2 separate regions of the Mus musculus genome follow, and region 2 is linked to region 1. The links are chromatin contacts, called in public HiChIP or PLAC-seq maps. All regions are on one chromosome and are shown on one strand. The core of a region is the stretch at or near the end of the contact, and the rest is flanking DNA. Distances in the headings are between cores, read along the strand shown. Region 1 overlaps 1700016J18Rik (a long non-coding RNA gene). Region 2 overlaps Foxo3 (forkhead box O3).

Region 1 (6,015 bases), core at 1,043-3,542:
GATGTGCACAGGTGCCCTCAGGGATAGGTGGAAGCCAGAGAAGGACACCCAATATCCTGACCTATAACCCTATGTTTTATTCTCTTGAGACAGGTCTCTCACTAAACCCCGGAGCTGGGTTGCTGGCCAGCGAGCAATCTCGAGTCACCTGCATCGCTGGCAGAAAGAGCTTTGATTCACTAAGCCATCTCAACCCTATCCCCACCCCACCCCCAAACAGCATTGAGACGTGGATGACTGTGGAAACTGATTGAACCAGAGGGGCGTGGCCTAATGCATTAGAGGGCAGTAACCCCAGGGCCTGCCTGTGCAGGCTCTCCTCAGCTCTTCTGAGAAGCATGTCTTCACTGCTATAGGCTAACCTCTCCTGAAATGGGGGTTGTATCATCAATAAACAGACAAGATAAGTCAGTGAACTTCCTGTCTTGTTGTTCCTTGGCTTTGAGACAGGCTCTCTCCATATAGCCCAGGCTGACCACTGTGTCTAACTTGTAGTTTTCCCGCCTCCACAAGCCGAGTGCTGCCTACATGCCTGCCTCACTACTCCTGACTGTACTCAGCATTACATTTACAGTTGCATTTATTTGTGCATTTATGTGCCAGTGTGTGTGTGTGTGTGTGTGTGTGTGTGTGTGTGTGTGTGTGTAGGGCACACTCGTGTGCTACAGTGGGCATGGGGAAGCCAGAGGACACCTCACAGGAGTCAATTCTCTGCTTGCACCACCCGGGGGCGTACTTAACATTGTCAGGAACCTGCAAACTGCTCTCCACAGCAGCCTACAGTTTACATTCTCATCAGTAAGCTACGGGTGCTCCGATTTACCACATTTGGACAGTTCTTCCTGTTGTCTGGTTTTGGTTATAGCCATCCTAGTGAGTGTAAGGAGAGATCTGAAGATGGCTTTAGTTTACATTTCCATTGGGATCAATGATACTGATTGAGTATCCTTTTATATGTATATCAGGGTGTGTGTGTGTGTGTGTGTGTGTGTGTGTGTGTGTGTGTGTATCTTGGAGAAATGCTAACCCAAGTGCTTTGATAGTTTAAAGGTTGTTTGTTTGCTTTTTCATTATTGAGAAATGAAGACTATTATTTTGGACGTTAGACCCTTCCTACAGATTGTGCAGCTATCTTCTCCAAACTGAAGCATTCTGTTCTGGGGAGAGGAAGGGGAAAACTCGAAGGCTTAGAAAGCTCAGGAACATTACAGGAAGCTCAGAAAGCTACTAGCCTCACACACAATCCCTCCCACAGCAATTGCCCTGGAGCGGAGCCTTTTTGGTGTTGCTGCCTACAAACTGGGCTACAGGCTCTTGGATGTGGCTTACATGCACTGCTAGCTGGGGTAGGAGACTTTGGGTGATGGAACTGGTCACCCATGCTTCTGCCAATAACCGTAATAAACTCATTTGTTCAGCAAGTAAGACTTTGGGGGAGTGGTTTCCTTACTTCTCCTTGGTGCCCCAACTGTAGTGAACAGACATTTGGTCACACCTCCTGAGGAATATTCACACAACATCCCGTGTGGAATTGGCAGAGTCTCCCATTCTATTGGGTTTTGGGAGGTAGGGGCAGAGGTTGTTTGTTTTTGAGACAGGGTTTCTCTGGGCAGCTCTGGCTGGCCTCGAACTCACTCTGTAGAGCAGGCTGGCCTCAAACTTGGAGATCCACCTGCCTCTGCCTCCCAAGTGCTGGGATTTGCTCAGACTGTTGTCTGAGTTGCCACCCTGCTCATTCCCTAGTGGTTATTTTCACTTTCTTGATAAAATCCTTCAATGTTACAGGTTCTTAGATTTGTTAGGGTCTAATTTACCCCAGCCCCTGTGTATTGCTTCTGCGTTTGATCCCAGACCCAAGACCCCATTTCATTAAGGTCATGATGCTTTCCTCCTGTGTTCTTCTAAAAGTTTTATTGGTTTAGCTCTTGACATAAGCTATTGATCTATTTTGAGTTTCCTCTTACATGTGGTGTAATAACTAAGCTTCATTCTTTGGCTTGGTCTATCTCGTCTGGACTGTTGAAAAGAGGAGAAATATTTTTTGAGGCAGTGGTATACTGTGGTCACCTAAATGATGCAGGGCCTGGGGAACCAGCGTGGTTTTCAGGGTCTCAGTGTGTAAGCTACTGGAGAGTGGAGCAGGGTGGACTGCTGTGGCCAGCTGAGGAGACAAATCACTCCCTCTCGGCTGGAGCAGCGTCAGCAGGCACCCGGACTCCCATGAGCGGCTGGAGTAGAGAGGAGAGATGGCTCTTGATAGCGCCAAGGTCAAACTTTGCTGAGGCAGCAGCAGTGGTGAGCCAAGGCCACCAGAGGGCACAGCAGAGGTGGTACCCAGTGGGAACACATGAAATGGCCTCTTGGGGTCACGTGGCAGCCAGAGAAGCTGCTCGGAGGCTAGGAGGGAAAGGGCATGGAGCCAGGTGGCGGTGGCGGTTCGGAGCCCCACGGAGGTAGATCATTACGGTGGCAGGTCGGAGCCCCACGAGCCGGGTCTTTACGGTGGCAGTGGCAGGTCGGAGCCCCAGACCATTGCCGAGAGTCATTGCTTGTCCTCTACCACAAGGAATGAGTTACAGTTCCCTTCCCTTTTCAAAATGCAGCTCAAAAGAGCGCGTTCTGTCTTCAGGGCCCCAGCTCTCTGTGAGAAACTCTGCACCAGACTTGAAAATTAAGCTGTGTTTGCCAAACATAGTTTTTGAATGACTGCTTTTTAAGGTCACTGATCATATATGCAGCAGAGAAAATATAGGAAGAAAGAGGGATCATTGACTTAAAACTTGTGGGGAAGGGAGTCCCGAAAAGCTAATAGGCTTCTGTAATAGTCACCTGTTTCAAAATTTTCAGATGTCAGGGCAACAGCTCATCCTTACTTTCACACAATTCCTGGGCATTTTTCATTATGCAGTAAGCGTAAGATTTGAAATTAAGTTTCCAGATGAAGGAAGAGATCCCCACCCTAAGGCCTTCCTGTCACATAACTAAGACAACTGAGGACAATAACCCCCCTGAAAGGGTTAATTCTGCAAAACAAAACAGCCCCCCCAAACCCCCAAAGAAAAAACAACAAAAAAAGAAAACAAAAACAAACAAACAAACAAAAATGAACCCCAGAGAAAACCACGAGGTGCTTTTTGGAACATTCCTGATAACGCACACATCTGTATTACACTCTCAACCCCATGGGCCTGGTGCCATCTCTGAATAGCAGAGAAACACTGAGCCAATGCCTGACAGGATCGTTCAGAGCCAGAACCCCAGGAAAGCCCCAATAATAACTAAAATCTACAAAAGGAAACAGCGGTAAGGCCCATTGCCCTTTTATTAAAGATGCTATTTCAAACCTGCCCCACTGCTGAAATCGGGGGGGGGGGGGGGGCGCTGATCTGGCAGCGGCAGCAACCACACGGTGGTATCAGGTGGTATCAGCCCGAGGGAGATACATTTATAGGCATCAACAACCTAAAAGAAGGATGCTCTAAAAGTGGTTTGAAAGAAGGACACTTTGGACCCGTTAAACACAACACAAATGTTACAATGTGTGTAAGCCAGCGGCCTCTGCATGTCTAGTGAGGGTGGTGGCCTAAGCGGAGTACAGCAGCGTATCCATCCACTTTATGAACTGAGTCAGGTAAATGATACAGCGGTCAAGGGTACCTGCCAGTAGCTTTGTTGAGGCAGGAGAGGAGAATCACAATGAAGTTTTTCCTTCTGTTCTTTAAAACATTGTTAAGGTTGCTATTTTTTCTGTTGCAGGGAGGGGACATTCCCTTTTAGTTACCTGTAAAAGGATACAAACTCCAATGCACTGGGCATTTCGTATTGAAAACTTTCAAATTTAAGTTTAGTCACACTGGTCTGGAATTCCCCTACCCCGCCTTCCAACCCCATTCCCCTCATGCAATATTAAATGACCTGGTCCACGTCTGGAGATACATCTAACAACAAAATGATATTAAATTACATCTATCATGGGGTATAGGCTCTTTGGGTGCCAAGGTCTTCGGTGGAAATGCTTGCGGAGAGAGTAGGGCGGGTTTCCAGAGAAAGGGTGCTTGAGCACGGGAAGGGAAGCTGAGTTTGGCCCCAGGGAAGAACTCCCCAGACCTGCCTTATTCTGTCTCCACCAGTGGTACTCTGCGATGTACTGTGGAGAGCTCACATCCTTGGCATTTTGTCACGTCACACGTCTGGTCCTCTGCGTCAGAGACACAATGCTTTGCGTACCCGGTTTCATTTCGCCTTGCAGAACTTCCGGTGGCGAGCAAGAGTCTCTCTAGTTGGAACCAGAAGGAGATTTGTTTAGGGACAAATCCCCTAGTTTTGACTCCCCTAAGAGTCTAGAAAACGGGCTCGATGGTCGCTTAAAGCAGAACTGTACGCAAACTGCCCAACTTGAGCACACCACTGTTTACAAGGTAGATGCAGTGCGCATGTCAGCACTCACTTGTGCAGACCCTCGCTCTCTCTACATTGCTCTTCCACGTTCGCCAGAGTATCTGGCCTAGCACCCAAGGCTTCACTTTGGCTGGGTTTTGTGGCTCGCTAGTGAAGTCCAGTTGACCCACCTATACACTAATCATGCCTGCCATCGACTTGGAAGGTTCTAAAACTTTTGTGTTGCTGTCTCTTGTGAGCAAGACTCATACAAGGTGGCAAAGTCCTCAAATGTTGAGAACCACAAATGTGACAAATGTCAATTATCTCCCAATAGAACCTCATCCAGCTTGGTCCAGTTCACAGTTTGTGGCCATGAGCTTGCAGGGAGGCTGGTTTTATTCCTAGCCATCTTGATTCAATCAGCTCTGGAAATCCCCCTTTCCTTGATGGCAATTCATGAAAGAGGCTCGAAGCCCGACTGCGACCAATGAGTCATGAGGACACATCACTGAGGGATTTCCTGGAAAAGTTTCTTAGTTATTACAAAGAGACCTAAGACACACAATAATTGATTTGTTCTGCCTCTGAGTGGTAGTGTTCAGGGACTTGAAGCCTGGAGCTGGGCAGGCAGCTATTTGACTGACTAGGGTATAGTGGCAGAGCAGAAAGATGAACTGCAGTTATTCTTTTTGACACAGAGTCTCTCTACATAGCCCTGGCTGTCCTTGAACTTGAGCTATGTAGACCCCAACTGGCTCAAGCTCATAGAGCGTCACTTGCCCCTGCTTCCTGAGCATTGAACTGAGGCATGAACCACCACGCCTGGCTGACCTGGGTACTGATGGCATCACTTGTCCACTCTGTCAGCCTGTGCCCATCCCACCTAGGCGTTATTTGTGAGAATTAAAAGATCTCTGAGTTTCCTGGTACTTGCAAGTGAAAACACACTCTGCTTACTCTTGGTCCAGTAGTGCAAAGAAAAGGGTGATAGGAACAGAGAGCAGGGCATCTCCTTGGGCCAGAGAAGACACACCTTCATTATAAATGAAAATAAAATGGAGGGGAATAGAGCCACATGCAGAAAGACCTTCTGAGGAGCTGTCCCTCTCAGATGCCCCCCTCCCCCCGGAAACTGTTTTCCCTCTATTTCAGCTTCTAGTTTTCTCTGGGAATGTCCCTTCCTTCCACCAGGTTCATGGTTGGAAACAATACTCCCTTTCCCTGACAAGGCTGGCAGCCTGTGCTAGCTGATAGTTCTTGCCACCCTGGAGCAGACAGGTCAGGGCCAGCAAGATTGCCCACTAGATAAAGGGGTTTGCTGCCAAACCTGACCATCTGAGTTCCACTCCAGGACTCAGAGAACTGACTCTTGCCAGTTGCCTTCTATCCTCCACATGAAGTGCCATGCCCCCATGTACACGTGTGTGTGTGTGTGTGTGTGTGTGTGTGTGTGCATGCGTGCATGCAATTAATTAATAAATGTTTTAAAAAGAGTCAAATTCAGTCATTCTCTCAAGACTTTACACGCGGCAGCTCCCTGGGAGACTTCTTTCCTAGGCCTTAGGTTCAAACCTTAGCACCCTTGTCTTCTCATGGTGGTGAGAAAGCAGCGGCGCCTGCTCATCCCGGAACATT
Region 2 (6,015 bases), core at 989-3,488, 210 kb after region 1:
TTTGTGGTCTTGGAAGCGATTTGAAGGCATCTCCTTTTACAGGGTAGTTGGCCTTATGACTTCTCCCTTTGGTCTCATTCAAGTTTACTGTGTGTATGCTAATCTGCCTCCTGCTGGACAGACAGACAAGACACATACGGACACACACACACACACACACACACACACACGGACACGGACACACACAGCCCTTGCTTCAGGGCTTTGTGACTGGTAGTCAGGAGGATCTGACCCATGATTCAATGGCTGTGTTTCTTGCTCTGAGAAATACGCAGCTCTCGGGTGCAGATTATAAACAGTGTCTATAAACAATACAGGAGTACCTCACCCATCTGAGTATAAACAAAAGGATCCTGTAATAAAACATGACTTCACTGATTTCAACGAAAAAGTTGGTTTGGCCAAAGACCAGTCATAATCAGGAACTCAAACAGGGCAGGAATCTAGAGGCAGGAGCTGATGTAGACATGATGGAGGAGTGTTGCTTACTGGCTTGCTTTTCATGGCTTGCTCATCTGCCTTCTTACAGAACCCAGGACCACCTGCCCTAGAGCAAACCCACCCACAACAGCTCAAACGCTCCCACATCTACCACTAACTAAGAAAATGTCCCACCGGCCAATCTTACAGAGGCATTTTTCTCAATTGCTGTTCCTTTTTCCAGACAGGCCTAGTTTGGTGTTAGGTCAACAAAACCAACCAGTGTCGTCATCCTCGGTGCCACCTTCTTTCAGGGTGGCTTAAGAATCAGCCCCTCAACCAAGTTCTTGGTCAACTAGTTCTTATCCTTATTCTCACAGGCATTTTAAAGATCATTGCGTGTGTGTGTGTGTGTGTGTGTGTGTGTGTGTGTGTGATACAGATAAATTTTTATTTCAAAATCAAGACTGAGCATGAACCTTAAAGTTAAACATTCAAGACTCATCTACTGACTAGCCGGTCTGAGAAAGACAACATAGGCACTATTATCTCAAAGTGCCAAAATGGCACCCCTCTCCCTGATTAGCAGTTTCTCCTCGGAATCCTCTTTATGTCAAAAGTTATGTTTTGGAAATCAGACTCAAGAATGACCATCTTGATATGCAATAGTATTTTCTTTCCTAGGCCCAAACTCTAAAAAGTGTTCTAGACCCTGGGCTGTTCTTATCAACCAGTGCTGTGAATCAGAAAAAGATGTCCTCCCGAGTCAGTGACCAGTTAGCATGGGTGACAGTTACTTCAACTGCTTGAGTAACAGCAATCATCAATGGAGTTTTAGCTAGGACATACAGAAAGTACTGAAGTGGCTTAATGAACAAGAGTTTATCAACTTTAAATGGGAAGCTGGGGTGCAGCTGGGCCAGTCACGTGTGCGCCTGGTATACATGAAGCTCTGCGTTCAATCCCCAGTATGACCATCAACTGGATGTACTGGTGCATGCCTACAATCCCACCACTTAGGAGGTAAAGTGGGAGGTCGTTTTTGGTTACAGGGGGAGGTTGAAGTCGGTCTGGGCCATGAGATCATCTCAAAAAACAAACCTGAGAGAAGAAAGGGCAGGTTCTGCCCGTCCATTTATTTGGAAGAACGGTCTTTCTTTGTTCTAGAATGGAACTGGTTTAGAGAGAGCAGTCTCCTCTAAAGTCATCCTATCTCCAGTTAGAATGATGACATTTCCTGATGTCTCAGTACGGCACCATGAGAAGAGGAGGAGGCAAACAGACCGAGGAGGCGGAGCACCGGGATGGGAATGAGTTCTGTCTTGTTGGATATAACAAGCTGAGGACAGAGCCAGCCGGCAGAGGGAGAGGGGAGAGCGCTTACTGTAGGCTATGCCTTCAAACACCACCCAACTGTAGTATCAGGCACAGACAGTCAGCTACCCACATCTGGCATTGCTGGAAGCCATATGCCTACTGAACCATTCCATAAATGGGAGCCTTCCTAGCGCACACTTTAGAGTTCTTTCCCTGAATCTACTTCCATAGTGAATTTCCAGTAAGTCAATCACCATAGAACATGTATCATGCCCCACCCCAATCTGTACAGCCCCAAACTTTCTGGAATTATACTTCTAATTCATTCTGTATTTAATCTTGCTCAGGAGAAAACTTTAGTTTGTTTTCATTCCTACTTCCCATCAGCCCTCTGCACAGACAGCTGGTGCTGTCACCAGTGTGTGGCCCATGTGGTCAGTGTGCCCGGTCCTCCTCCTGTGCCTCAGTTGACTTTATCACTGAGTAACTGCTTGTTAATCCCCTGTCACCCCCATGCTGCAGAGGTCCTTATCAGCGGAGCTGAGCAGCAGGAGTCAGCAGAACCTGGCCAATCTAGACCCTCGGCTGAGTCACCCAAGCTTCCCCAGTTGTCTAGGACAGGAAGACTGGGAGAAGCAAGAGGTCCCCACCCCACACTGGGAGGAAGACTTGTCACTGAATCCAGAAGAGGGGTGTTCCCCAAACTGAGCAGCAGGGAACCTCAAACTGTAATATGAAACAGGGGTTCTATTTTTTTAGGTAGTCTTGCTTGTTTCAGGCTGAATATTCATCAGTTTGCTTTAGCAATGACGACTTTAGGGAAGACAAATAATGTCTTAGTATCAGCAAAGGAGAAATAACTATTTTTTTCTTAAATCTGAAGTATGAATTCTAATTTTGGTTGCTCCTCTGTACTCTGGTAGATGGCATGTGATGGACTGACACATCTCAAGAGTCAGGCAGCCCTAGGAGCCTATTAAAAATTAGAGAAACACGAGGTTCCTGAAGTGGCTCACGGCCAACTTTATGAGCTGTCGCTGGACTTGGCCACACACAGTCTACAGAGTCAGTCACAAAAGCCTGCAGGATATCTACATTAAAAAAAAAATCTTCAAACACATGAAAAATTGTCTTGCAGCTTAATTTAGCCCGAGAACCCCACAATGCCACAATCATTACCCAGAAGGCCTTGAGCCCTGCATTTAATGAGGATGGAGAAGCCACCATTGCTCCTCACTGCTCAACTGAACACACTAAGGTTCTGGTTCTCTCACCTTCACGTACAGTAAGAACTTACACAACCCAAGTCGCTTACATAACCCAGTGGCAGCAAGCAGTTCCTCCCTGCAGGGCTCCTATGTTCTCCATCTCTGATCCTGGCGCTTCTCTTTTGAGGAGTCAGGTCTCTCACAGAAGGGTCTTCCAGTTGGAAAGGACTCCAGTGACCTAGCCCAGCATTTCATTTCCTTAATAGCTTTCATTTCTGCTAGTTTTCTGCCCCACCCCAACCCCAAATCCTTTCAACCTGTTGGGAATATGCTACATTAAATTTTACAAAACCAATTTCTTTGCTGCAGGACTTGGCCCGGCTTCCATCCCAGCTGCCAATCACCTCAAAGCTCCTGTGGCATGACTTAAGAGTTATTTTCCATACTCATTCATAACACAGATCACTTTTTAAATAAAATCGGTAATTGGACTAATATTCTTAGAGAGTCCCTCGAAATGCCCATCACTGCACCTACAGAAAGACATCTGTTGGTCTTCCTGTCCTCTTGGCACTCACCTCTAACTTCCTCTCCTTACTTCACCCCTCCAATCTGCTCTGCAAATACTGTTTTCTTCCCTGCTAACAAATACACTTGATGGGGGTTCATTCATCAACCCCCAACCTATCAAGTAACCTGGACATTTTCTGTTATAGCTCAGGAGACCACATTCCTAGTTTTGCTTTGACTATTTTTCTTCTAAACTTTATATACTTAACAAGGAGTCCATGAATGATACAGAGTCTGCAGCCCCTGGAATCATAGGCAAATCATATACAAAACGTGCTTGTGGTCACACAGTTTCTTAAGACTGTTTTTAAAAACGGTTTTAAGACATAGCCAGTCCAACAGGGTCCCCAATAAAGGAGCTAGAGAAAGCACCCAAGGATCTGAAGGGGTTTGCAGCCCCATAGGAGGAACAACAATATGAACTACCCAGTACCCCCAGAGCTCCCAGGGACTAAGCCACCAACTCAAGAAAACACATCCTAAGCTTGGGAGGCATTCTTCCAAGTAAAGGAAGACCTTAGGAAAGAAAACCAAGGACAGGATGGCAGGCTTAAACAGAGAGAAGGGAGCAGCCAGACCTGGGAGAGGAACCGGGACTAACAGCACAAAGATACCTTACATGGATCTTCAAGCATTTGTCCCCTCTTAATGCAAAGTCAATGCCTAGCAAAATTATGATGCTTGTCCCTAACAATATAACAGGGCAAGAGGCAACGCCATGTCCTATCCCTAACACTGTGAACAAAAGCCAAGCACAGCAGGACATGGCTATAACCTTGGCACACGGCAGGAGGTCAGGAGTGTGGGGTGGGGTTGAGAAGGTAAGCCAGTAAGCAGCAAGCCACTGGAAGGCCACTCACCCCCATGCAGAGAGGCATGCTGGGAAGGAGAGGGAAGGCCCTCAGGCAAGGTCTCCAGCACTAGGCCTTGTCAATGAACTGCCTTCCCTCCAGAAAAATACACTTCGGTGAGAAAGAGAAAACAGTAAAAATTACAGGACTATAAAAACTTCCTTAAATAGCTTCAATTGGGGGGGGGGGGTCCTTTGGAACCTACTGGTTTTCATTAGGCCCTTATAAAACAAAACCTCAGGTTGTATTTCATGCAAAACAATGGACGCGCTTAGAAAATTAATACAACATGATAGGCATCAATGTTTTTAGCGTGACTGTTTAAATTTAGCTCAAGTTCAAGAACGAGAGGTGAGTGTTACAAGAAATCTCTTTGCACTCTCCCTCCTTTAGAAACATTTCCAGTATTCCTGAAAAATCAATGTACATTTCACAGCTCTACCTAAAAACACTGTGATCATACTCATGGACGCAGCAGAGAGGCTATGGTTTTGGACTCACCAGCTTGTAACTAGACAAGGGTTTGCAAACCCCAGCTACTTAGGGGAGAGGAGGAGGCAGGGGTGTGGCCCAGAAAAAGATATCTGCCCTTGAATAGCTTCACATATCAGAGCAACAAGCTGTTCTCTTTGCCGGCAGTGCTGTCCGTCCGGAGACTCTCTATGAAAACACCTTAGATTATAAGTGACTGTGACAAATTACACATTCCCTGATACATAGGCTGATGTGCATGCTTTTAAGGTTTTATTAGGACATTAAAACAAAACAAAAAAACCAAAACAACAACAAAACCAGATGCCACTGGCTCTACAAAACTTGGCTATAGACAATCCCACAGCACTGGGCTGGCAGCAGTCATGTTTGGAGAGAGCTAGAGCCCTTCCAGATGCAACAGGGCTGCCGTGAGGACAGCAGACACGCCCGTGCTTGGCTGTTCCGTTCTAGCCATTCCCAGGTCAGTCAGCTGAGACAACCAGACCCACAGGTTCATGAGACTCTCGAGATGAAGACGACCAGGGCCACCACTGCCACCGAGTGAGGATTCCAAATCTATGGCTTTTGAGTTCAGAAAGCTGTAAGATAGAAGAAACAGTGCACCTGAAACCCAAAGCAGGAAAATCAAGGAGAGGCCAAGGCAAGTCTAGAGAGTGGACTGGGGCAGACGGTTTGCCCTGAGACAAGCCTATCACCACTGGCAGGGGGGTCACCCAGAGACTTGACAAGTTATTTGGTTTGTTTGTTTGTTTGTTTTAATTTGACTTCTAAAACTCGGGAGCACTGCCGGTTCCCCAGTTCCACAGCTTTCTGAGGCAGGCAGAGGCGGGGTCTCTTTCTTTCCCCTTTCCTTCTTTCTGGAGTTTTTAAAATGCATCTGTCTTCACCTTTTTATAAAACATTCTGCTTAAACTGCCCTTTGATCCCACTTAAAACTAACTTTTCAACAACTTTGGGGAAGGAAGAAGAAGAAAGAAGAGGTCTGCCATCTTTCCTCAGAGCTCTAACTAAGCTCATGAAGAGAAGTCAAAGGACCTCCACTGACTCGAGACAGCAAGGCAAAGCTGTTTGCTTTTCCACTGTATGCCAATATTGAATTTACTTAAGACCAGTTAACCTTCTAGCGACCTCCTCTCACTCTCTATTTAAAAACC

What was found. HiChIP or PLAC-seq counts read pairs in DNA pulled down with a chosen protein or histone mark.
Region 2: an H3K4me3 HiChIP or PLAC-seq map of bone marrow-derived macrophages shows a contact between it and region 1, with 6 times the contacts expected there. The contact joins two enhancer-like sites. A contact is called at or near these places in 3 of 39 promoter capture datasets (cranial neural crest, hematopoietic stem and progenitor cells and neutrophils), 4 of 484 Hi-C or Micro-C datasets (bone marrow-derived macrophages, liver and muscle stem cells), 5 of 115 datasets of contacts at active chromatin or transcription factors (bone marrow-derived macrophages, embryonic stem cells, heart atrium and 1 more) and 3 of 9 other capture datasets (adipose tissue, liver and pancreatic islet).

What each region holds. Positions count from the first base shown.
Region 1 is chr10:42,028,904-42,034,918 of GRCm38.p6, forward strand. It overlaps 1700016J18Rik (a long non-coding RNA gene), which reads left to right. Exons shown (of 3, transcript XR_871596.3): 3 at 94-207. Among named protein-coding and RNA genes, the nearest start is that of Gm51798, 11 kb to the right of the region's middle. Within about 2 kb of position 2,293, at least 61 of the 459 cell types and tissues checked have an H3K27ac peak or open chromatin away from gene starts, as enhancers often do. A contact at or near this core is called in bone marrow-derived macrophages and hematopoietic stem and progenitor cells, where this site is marked.
Region 2 is chr10:42,242,348-42,248,362 of GRCm38.p6, forward strand. The region is part of intron 2 of Foxo3 (forkhead box O3); the gene reads right to left. Gm38485 (a long non-coding RNA gene) reads right to left here. Exons shown (of 2, transcript XR_380269.1): 2 at 5,089-5,439. Among named protein-coding and RNA genes, the nearest start is that of Gm38485, 29 kb to the right of the region's middle. Within about 2 kb of position 2,239, at least 31 of the 459 cell types and tissues checked have an H3K27ac peak or open chromatin away from gene starts, as enhancers often do. A contact at or near this core is called in bone marrow-derived macrophages and hematopoietic stem and progenitor cells, where this site is marked.